Linked DNA regions of Gossypium hirsutum: region 2 is linked to region 1. The links are chromatin contacts, called in public Hi-C maps. All regions are on one chromosome and are shown on one strand. The core of a region is the stretch at or near the end of the contact, and the rest is flanking DNA. Distances in the headings are between cores, read along the strand shown.

Evidence for each region. A called contact is a pair of places that touch in the nucleus more often than the background predicts.
Region 2: a Hi-C map of hypocotyl shows a contact between it and region 1, with 2.0 times the contacts expected there. The contact joins the promoter of LOC107927197 here to the promoter of LOC107958668 in region 1. A contact is called at or near these places in 4 of 34 Hi-C or Micro-C datasets (hypocotyl, leaf and petal).

What each region holds. Positions count from the first base shown.
Region 1 is chrD11:61,121,410-61,125,960 of Gossypium_hirsutum_v2.1, reverse strand. LOC107958668 (aminopeptidase P2) reads left to right here and starts at 3,068. Exons shown (of 12, transcript XM_016894499.2): 1 at 3,068-3,621; 2 at 3,990-4,115; 3 at 4,234-4,353; 4 at 4,470-4,551. The coding sequence starts at 3,289.
Region 2 is chrD11:61,374,208-61,378,988 of Gossypium_hirsutum_v2.1, reverse strand. LOC107927197 (psbP domain-containing protein 7, chloroplastic) reads right to left here and starts at 1,413. Exons shown (of 3, transcript XM_016858229.2): 1 at 867-1,413; 2 at 536-755. The coding sequence starts at 1,173. It overlaps LOC107927300 (zinc finger protein GAI-ASSOCIATED FACTOR 1), which reads right to left. Exons shown (of 3, transcript XM_016858363.2): 2 at 4,640-4,781; 3 at 3,091-4,262. The coding sequence ends at 3,293.

The DNA.
Region 1 (4,551 bases), core at 1,819-4,318:
CAACTTTAATGAAAAAAGATTTTTATTTAAAAACATAAGGATGTACAACATCGATATAATAAAAACATTTTTTATTTATTGAAATGTTAACATAAAAAGTACAATAATAAAGTAAATCAATCCAATCCCATGTCAAAATATGTGCCACATCGGGGTGGTCGGCAGTTGTGAGCCAGATTCTTTCACGGTTCAACCATCGATCTAGGTTGTGGTACAATTTGTGGTATTGACTTATTATCTTCTTCGCCTTCGTCCGTAGTTGATTGCGATCAAGTGCTCATTGGTTGTCATCGTACATCCTCCGGACCAGGAATAAGTGGTTGGGAAGGTGATCCACCTTGTTAGAACATTTATCCAGGAGGTGTTTGCGACAACATTGGAGGGGTAAAAATATATTGTGTCCTATACATCAATGGTCTAACGACTGGACTCTCAGTCGGTGCCCAAAACGTAGACGGTGTATACGACGTTGCCATCGTTGTCGTCAAAAATGTCGATGGCATCGGCATGTAATATGTTGGGGACAGAGGTCCAAAAACAAAACCTGTCATTGAAGTAGAAGCAGAAAAATATGGTGGAATATATGGTGCTTGTGTAAAAATGACAAGGTTAGTATATGCACTAGAATAGGACGAGACATATTGACCAGGGGGTGGTGTGGCCATTAGTGTCGGTGTCGTCTCTTACGTAGGTGCTAACGATGGACCCACCTCACAAGACATTGGATGTGTCGGAGACCGCTGTGGTCTCCTTGTATACGATTATTGACTCTTCTCCTCCTCCCCTAGCAAGTATGACTTGCCATAAACCCTAAATTAAGTTATGTACTTCGGATTGAAAGTTAACTCTGGAGCGACAATGGCCTCACGAGTAGGTAAAAACTCGTACCTATTGTTTCATATGTTGATATATTAGGCGTGGAATCTAATCTAATTCTCATCCGACTTCCCCCGCAAGTCAATAAGATGCAGATCATCAAGGTTTTGAGGTGCCACTAAAATCGGCTGCTTGAACCCGAATTGCCGCAACACTCTATTCGACATCTCTACGATGGCGTACACTACCAATAGCACCTTCACGTGCCAGATGTTGGGATTCACCAATAATTCAGACGAGATGCATTCTCAAATTGCCGGATCCTCGTATGGCATCCATTCAAACTATATTAAAATAATAATAAATTAGTTACATATATACTATTAAATTTGAAATCAAATACATTGATATTATATAATTCAAATTTTAAAAAAATACTTACCTCCACTTTCAGATTGTTGGTCTAACAGAAGCTGTATATCTCAAAGCTCCTTCGGTAGTCTCGCGTAACTCAGCCAATGGTTCCACCTATTGAAATAATTTGTCAGCAGAATAGTTTAAATTTTAAATAATTTTATTATGGTAAATAGATTATCTAATGAATTTTACCTTGTTACGAGTAGGAAAGTGTAAAGGTAGTTTGTTTGAGGACGTAAAAATGGCAGCCGATACCATGCCCATGACTGCAGTAGTAGCATGTAATCACTAATTTTAATTTTTTTTATTTGTGTCGCCTGACACATCTCCTGATTCAAAGTCGCCAACACGACGAACCCTCAACTGAGTTCGCCCGCTTATCTAAAGTTGATGAGTTTTAGCAGCCACTTTAGATGGACGAGATTTCATGACTTATTTGGCATTAGGATACCCCCAATAAGCAAAAGAATGTAAGCTCAACCATGTTGTTCTCTTTTGACTTCAATTGAATCCTCATCGAGCTTACCGAAATTTCTTCTTAACCAAGCCATTTCTATTCGGCCTCCAAAAATTGTCTCCGGAACCCTCCTCAAAAAGTCATCGCATATCTCTTTCCAATCAGCTATGTGAACAATCCCAATCACTACTGACCCATCCACTGGTAACTCGAGTTGTAACTACACGTCCTTCAGAGTGATAGTGTACTCACCGCATGGAAGATGGAATGTGTGCGTCTCAGGTCTCCACCTTTCCACCATTGCGCTTACAAGTGTCGAGTCCAACTTACACCCCTTACCTACAATGGCCACGTGCGAAAATTGGCATATCTCAAGTAGTGTTCAATCAAGGGTGATGGCGGAGTAGATAGATTATGAATATTGGTCTCCAATATTTGATTTTCTGCCTATTTAAAGAAAAATTATATAAAATATTAAATTCAAATATAGCAAGAAAATATATAAATTAAACAACATTAAAATATAATAAGAAATATAAAAAAATTAAACAAAATTAAAGCGTCGGGGCACCTATGCCAATGGTGCTAAAAATAATGTTTTTGGAAGTGTTGGGAGAATTGTCGGGATGACCTATGCCAACCTTTTTTCCATTGTCCTAAATAATAATAAAAAAGTATCGCGGTAGGCCTGTTTTGTTGTAGTGATTCTTATCATTTGCAATTAATCGACAGAAATGTGGTTCTCATCTTGAAGGATTAGAGAATTTGCCATTGATAATTTAAAAAAAAACCCAAATAATTTGAAGTAGAAAAAATAATTTACAAAAATATTAAGATAATTTAAATAAAAAAGAAATAAAATTGAGAGAGCAAAAAAAATTGAGTGAATTTAAGAGGATATTAAGAGCAATTTGAGAGAGAATTGAGAATGTGAGAGAGAATTGAGATTGAATTATAAGAAAAATGAAATGGGGGAGGTTATAGGAAAAAAATTGTGACCACTTGAGAGGGAAAGGATTTAAACAGACCGTTGGGGAGTTCAACAGCTAATTAAATAGTCGTTGAAAAAGTAATTGTTTAAGTTTAATCATTTTCAGGTGACTTTATAAAAAATACTCTTAATTGGAAGCGTTTTTCAAATTTTTACCTAGACCCCTAATTTTTCCACCAAACAGCCTATTCACTTTTTTTTTTTACATCTATTGGTAATTTAGTCTAATCCATTGGCAAATTTCTTTTAGAATCGTGATGATTGTCTTTAGTCCTTAACGACAACGTTTCAGCAATCTAGTTTTTATACTCTGAAAAAGCTTTTTCCTTTTCGAAACAGACACTGTTAAAGTGTCTTGTTGTTGGTTGTTACTTGTTGCCTGCTGGTTAGTATTTCAGTAAAAAACAGTGCCCACTTCCAAAGCAACCTTTTTTGTCTTCCTTCCTTATACGACACAGTTTTCAACCAACTTCCATAATTTCTTCTGCTGCTTTATCTTCTTTCAGAAACCTTAAAATACCTTATCTTCTCTGTCTGAAGAAAAAAAAAAGGAAGCTATCTTTTTTTTTTCCTTGTTTATATTGGAATTTGGCTGCTATTATCAGCTATGCATACCCTACCATCACATGCGATGCGTCCTCTATGCCTTAATCCATCTCTTTGCTCTTCTCGTTTCCCTTTCTTCTCCTTTTCAATCCCCATTTTCCACAAATTCAAAAACAACCCCACAATTTATAAGAAATCACAAAAGGGTCCTCCATTTTTTAGCATAAGATGTTGTGGTTCAGGCTCTGTAACCGCCAAGCCTTCATGGGAGCTTCGTAGGAACCGTGCTGCTGTTCAAGAACCAGATGAAAAGGTTGTTGCCCTTCGACAGCTTTTTACCAAGCCTGGAATTGGTATTGATGCTTATATCATCCCTTCTCAGGATGCTCATCAGGTTCAATTCTTTTTCTTTTTAATATACTTTTTAGTTGCTCAAAAAGACATAATTTTTTATTGTTTAGGGAAAAAAAATACAGGTGAGATGTTATCTGAGAATTATGATGATAAATTGATATAAATTATATGAAGTGTCTCAGATCTCGTCATGTATGTTGGTCCTTGCATGTTTGTAATTGAAAAAAGATAACATTTTGATGTACTTTTCTATGTTTTTTTGCCTGTTGGTCCTGGAATTCTACTACGTTTTGGTTGATTCAATGATTATTTTCAAGTTTATTTTATGCAGAAGAGCTTCTGTAAGTGGGACTAAAAATTTATGTTAGTAGAGCATCCAAGTTCTAACATTTTTGGCATGGCTTCCAGAGTGAGTTCATTGCTGAATGCTACATGAGAAGAGCTTATATATCAGGCTTTTCTGGCAGCGCAGGGACTGCTATTGTTACAAAGGATAAAGCAGCTTTATGGACCGATGGTCGCTATTTTCTGCAGGTTTTATTTGTTGACAATCTTTATAGTCATTTTAATGGAGTTCTACTTCTATCGAGTTTGGTGCAATATGGTATAAGTGCTTGTTGACAGTAGTTCTTCTTTGACTATGACCATTTAGGCTGAGAAGCAATTAAATTCAAGCTGGAAACTCATGCGTGCCGGTAATTTTGGAGTCCCACAAGCTAGTGAATGGCTTACTGATGTTTTGGCTCCTGGTGGACGAGTCGGAATTGATCCTGTGAGCAATCTTTTCAACCTCCTAAACGGGTGCATCTAGCGTACAATTTGCACTCGGTATACCCTCTACTTATGCTTAGCTCTTTGGGATGATATCTGATAATTTGAAGGGAGCAGTTTCTTTTTTCTTATGATGCTGCAGAAGAATTGAAGGAGGTTATATCTAAGAAGAACCTTGAGTTGGTTTACTTGTACGATT
Region 2 (4,781 bases), core at 164-2,663, 250 kb before region 1:
AAATGATATCCAAACCCAAAAATATCAAAAGATTTGAACTCAAAAAGATAAAGAAAATATCCAAATTTGAAAGGACCCAACTTGAAAATGCCATTTGTCAACTTGAATGACCCGAATTCAAATAAACCCAAACTTAAAATAACGCGAACCAAAATTACCTAAACCCAAAATAATCAAACTCGGAATAAATCAAACCCTGAAATGACCCACCTCAAAAAATTTAAATGACAAACTTAAATGACTTGAATCTAAATTAACACGAATTCGAAATTATTCAAATTAAAATCACCTAAATCTAGAATGATCAAACTTAAAATGACAAAACTTGAAATAACCCAACCTAAATAACTTGATTAAATAATCCAAATCTGAAATAACTCAAAATAACTCTAGGATTTCAAAACTGAAATAAACTTAAACCCATATTCGCCCAATCTAAAACAAACCCAACCTAGCATCCCAATTTAAAACAAAGCCAACCTAGCTAATTGGTAGGTATGCATTAATATAGAAGTGATATTATAGTAGCACTCACGAGAAGTCTAGGGGAACTGGTGAAACAATGACACTAACATTCAGCTCCCCGCTTGAACCAGGCGGACCATATGCAACGATTGGTTCGTTCACATTCTTCCGGGGACGGTTACCGGATTTTGGACTATTGGTAGGCAGTGGATCAAGTGATCTCTCTAATCTCTCAGCTGCTCTATATAGCAACCTTTGATCACCAACCCAACTCGCCGGATATGTGAACTCTGCATTTCAAAAATCTCAACACAAAAACAACATCCAACTTAACGAATTAATCCCATGAATGAAATCGAAGTTACTTGAGGAACAAGTCAGGTTATATAGAACTTACTAACCAAATCCTTCATTGTTTTCAATCCGACGACTGTATCCTTCTATTGGATAAAGCACGTCCAGCTTCAAACTCCGACCACTCTCAGGTACCAACCCCAGGAGGAAACTTGTTAAGCCACCAAAATTTGCACCAACAGCTACAAGGGAAGCTGAACCGACTCCGGCAAGCAAGCGCCGCCTGAATGTGGTGGCTAGCGGTGCGAATTCCTCCGCCGGGGACTTTCCTTGCCTATTGTTGGATGATTGTGTCATGTAAACTTTGTTTCGGGAGACGTATTTACAAGCCTGAAAATACTGCTGCAATGCCATTTTGCACTTTTGAGGGTCCAATTGGGATGCATACAATACAAATTAAAGTATTAAATATTAATGTCTGGATAGTTTAGATTGAGTAATTAAATGGGATTTTTACTGGTTTCTTAATGCAAATCATGCACCAAATGTTGGGTTTTGTTCAAGTTGATAGGTTTTCCCAAGCAAATGTTGATAATGCTTATCTAGTTTTTGTGGCTATCGTTTTATTTGGTTTGTTTAGTTGTTCATAGCCACAAAATCTACAATAAGGCCACTGTTATTTATTTATTTATTTAAATTTGGGCCTATTTTGATCCTTTTTGCTTTTAGGTTTAATATTTTGATATTTGGGCTTGATGGGTACTAAACAGGCATGCTTGGTTCCTCTTTTGCTTGCTCGTGCACTTGATAAAAGGGTTAAAAAGTTGTAGCAATGATTATAAAAATGTAAAAAAAACTTTTTATCTTTTTTCTTTTGGGCCGATATCTAAGGGAAAGGTAATGCAAATCATGCATGAAAATGATGAATTTTTAACTCTTCAGATCTGCCGCTTGCATGCAGTAATTAATTAAATTTTACGCTCATATGAGTTAATTAAAAAATTTATTAAAAAGTGGCCTTACATAATTTACATTTCACTTTAAAAATAACTTCGGGTTCAAAACTTTGAAAACCGCATTTACATTGCACCTTCAAAAGGAAACCCTCGAGTTTAAAACTTTAAAGATGACATTGTTACGAAGAATAATTAACCTAAAAAAAATAATTTCTATGAGCCGAAAGATGCCTTGGTTCTAAAAAAATACTATGTCTACTTAATACACTCAATTAAAGGAGTTCTTGATAAAAAAAATAGCATATTATCAAATTTAGCCTTCAATATTTATATATATATATTTTATCAATTTGGCCTTTATTCTTTTTTTGAACTAAATTTGACCATTTAACTTTTAAAAAGATTCAAATAGTTTTTTTTAAAAGAAATGCTGATTAAAACATTAATATTTTAACGATGTTGACGTGACAACTCGCGTGATAGTTCACGTATATTTCATGCTAACATTGACACTTTTTGTCTTATATGCCATGTCACCACATAATTTAAAAATTATCAAATATTCAAAATTTAAAAAATTCAAAAAGCATATAAAAAGTTCATAAAAATTTTAAAAAATAACATGGAGTACATGTGGATTGTCATGTAGGTTGTCCTGTTTAAAAAGTTAATGTTTCAGTCAGAGTTTCTATTAAAAAGCCGACCATTTGACTCTTTCTGAAAGCTTGATGGTCAAATTTGATCCATTTTAAAAGGTTGAGGGTCAAATTTAGCTAAAAAAGTATAAGGGCTAAATTGAAAAAAAAATGTAACCAAAGGGCTAAATTTGACATCATGCTTAAAATTTTGTGATATTCATGAATCAAATCAGGCTAGGTTTATGTATGATATCAACCGTATACATAGTTTGTTAAATACGGTTTTACTCAAAATATGACCTCAAAAATTGTTCAAGTTAGTCCATATTTATAAATGACTAACTCAAACTCATTTAGACTCGTACATAATATTTTTTAATTTTTAAAATATATTATTTTTACTTAATATTTAGTGATTTTATATATAAATATTTCTTTTATAACCATTATATATTTTCTATTTTATTAAAATTTCTGATAGTATAATATATTGAATTTTTATACTATATATATTACATAATACATAAAAAAAAGATAACCAACAAATTATAAATTTAAAAATAGGTGAGATTAAACTAAGATCAACCTTTGAATATTGAAAATCGAACTGAGCTAATATTTGAAGTGTACTTAATTTTTTTTCTAAGCTCATTTTTAAACTTAATATTTTTTCAAAACCCTTCTAATAGACCTGCCTTCACTGTTTGCATTATTGGTGCATAAATATGAATATATAATTTGGCCTAAATTGCTTGAATTTTATTCAAAGTGCTCAATAATCTTGCTCTTTAGCAAGAACATTTAGATTTATCTTAATATACTTCAAAAGAAAGAGTGAAAAAAGAAGAGAAAAATGATGAAAGAAGTTACAGGCAAAGGAGAGTTCTAATTGGAGATATAGCTAAGCTAGCTACTTTATTTTTTATTATTAAATTTTTTTTAAACTTTCCACATTGGTTTCTCCAACACTGCACGTTGTTGAAAATGGCTCAAGCCTTGCAGTCTAGCTTGCCCAATTGCCCCAAACTGCTCCAAATCTTGCTGCGGTTGATGAGGATGATGATGATGATGATGATGATGATGCTGTTTCTCCAGTAGATTCCTTGGTCTTGATCCCCCAATCCCCAAGAAATCCACAGTCATTGTATCAGCACTGAAACCTGATAAACCGGTAGTTCTTGGGGTGCTGCTCTCTACACTCTTAAAAAACGCATTGTTTTGCTCGAAAATCCCTGAAAACATCACACCCATGTTGTTAACACTTGAGCTTTGATCAACCCCTCCATTTGCATTGAAAAAATCTGACTGGCTGGTAAAACCAGTACTATCAGCCCCTCCTAGTGTTTGTGTTTGATTATTATTGTTATTATTATCATGGGTTTGCATTGAAACAAACGATGGTGGCGCCATGGTACTTGTGGTGGTATAGCTTTTCCCCATCAAGGGAGAGTTGAGACTACCCGTGCTAGCAGTTGCACCCATTTGAGCTGCTTTCTGTAACAATGCAGTGGCAGACATGGAGGCTGACCCAGAAAAAAGGTGGCCACCGTTTCCTTCGAATAACGTCGATGAATTCCCGTTCAGCTGCAAGCAAGAGGTCGAGGAAGGATTAGGAACAGTGGTGACTTTTGTTCCACCAAACAGGCTGCTGCTTCCGTTTGAAAACATGGTTCCCGCCGCCAAGTTTAAGGACTGCAATGAGCTTTTAGTGTCATTGCTGAACGGCTCAGATATATTGATGGCAGACGTGTTGGGGTTGTTATTGACGGGAATTGCAGAGATGAGCTGATCTGCAGCAACAACTTGGCCTTGTAAATTTGATCCCACGTTTATAAGTCCTCGGCTTGCTTTGTTGTTTTCTTCTGTTAGGGCATCACAAAAAGCCCTATGCGTTATAAAACTGTCTCTTCTGCAAAAAGGAAAAATTATTGATGTGATGAGATCACTTTAAAATAAAATAACAATTCTAACGTCAAACAAAGCCCTATGTGTTTGGGTATTAAGGAAATTATTTAAGCTTCATGTTCATCGACCCAAAACATAATATTATATGCTGAACTATTCTTTCTTTTTGCATGAAAAGTCTTTGAATATATAATAAACAAAAGAGTTGGTGAAGAAGCATTTATTTTTATAGGTCAGATAAAAGATAAAAGAGTAAGTTATACAAAGATTAATTTACCCAAAGGATAAAATGTAATCTTACAACTATACTTTTACCAAAAGAGTTGTATATACAAGAGTAGTCAATAGTGCATAAAACTAAGAGTTGAATATATGTAAAACCTGGAGAAAATGGTGCCACAGTCACATTTATATTCCTTTGTGCCACAGGTTTTTGAATGAGCTTTCCAATCAGATTGAACAGCGTATTTCTTGGAGCATTTATCGCATTTCCATTTCTTCTCACCATGTTTACGACAAAAAT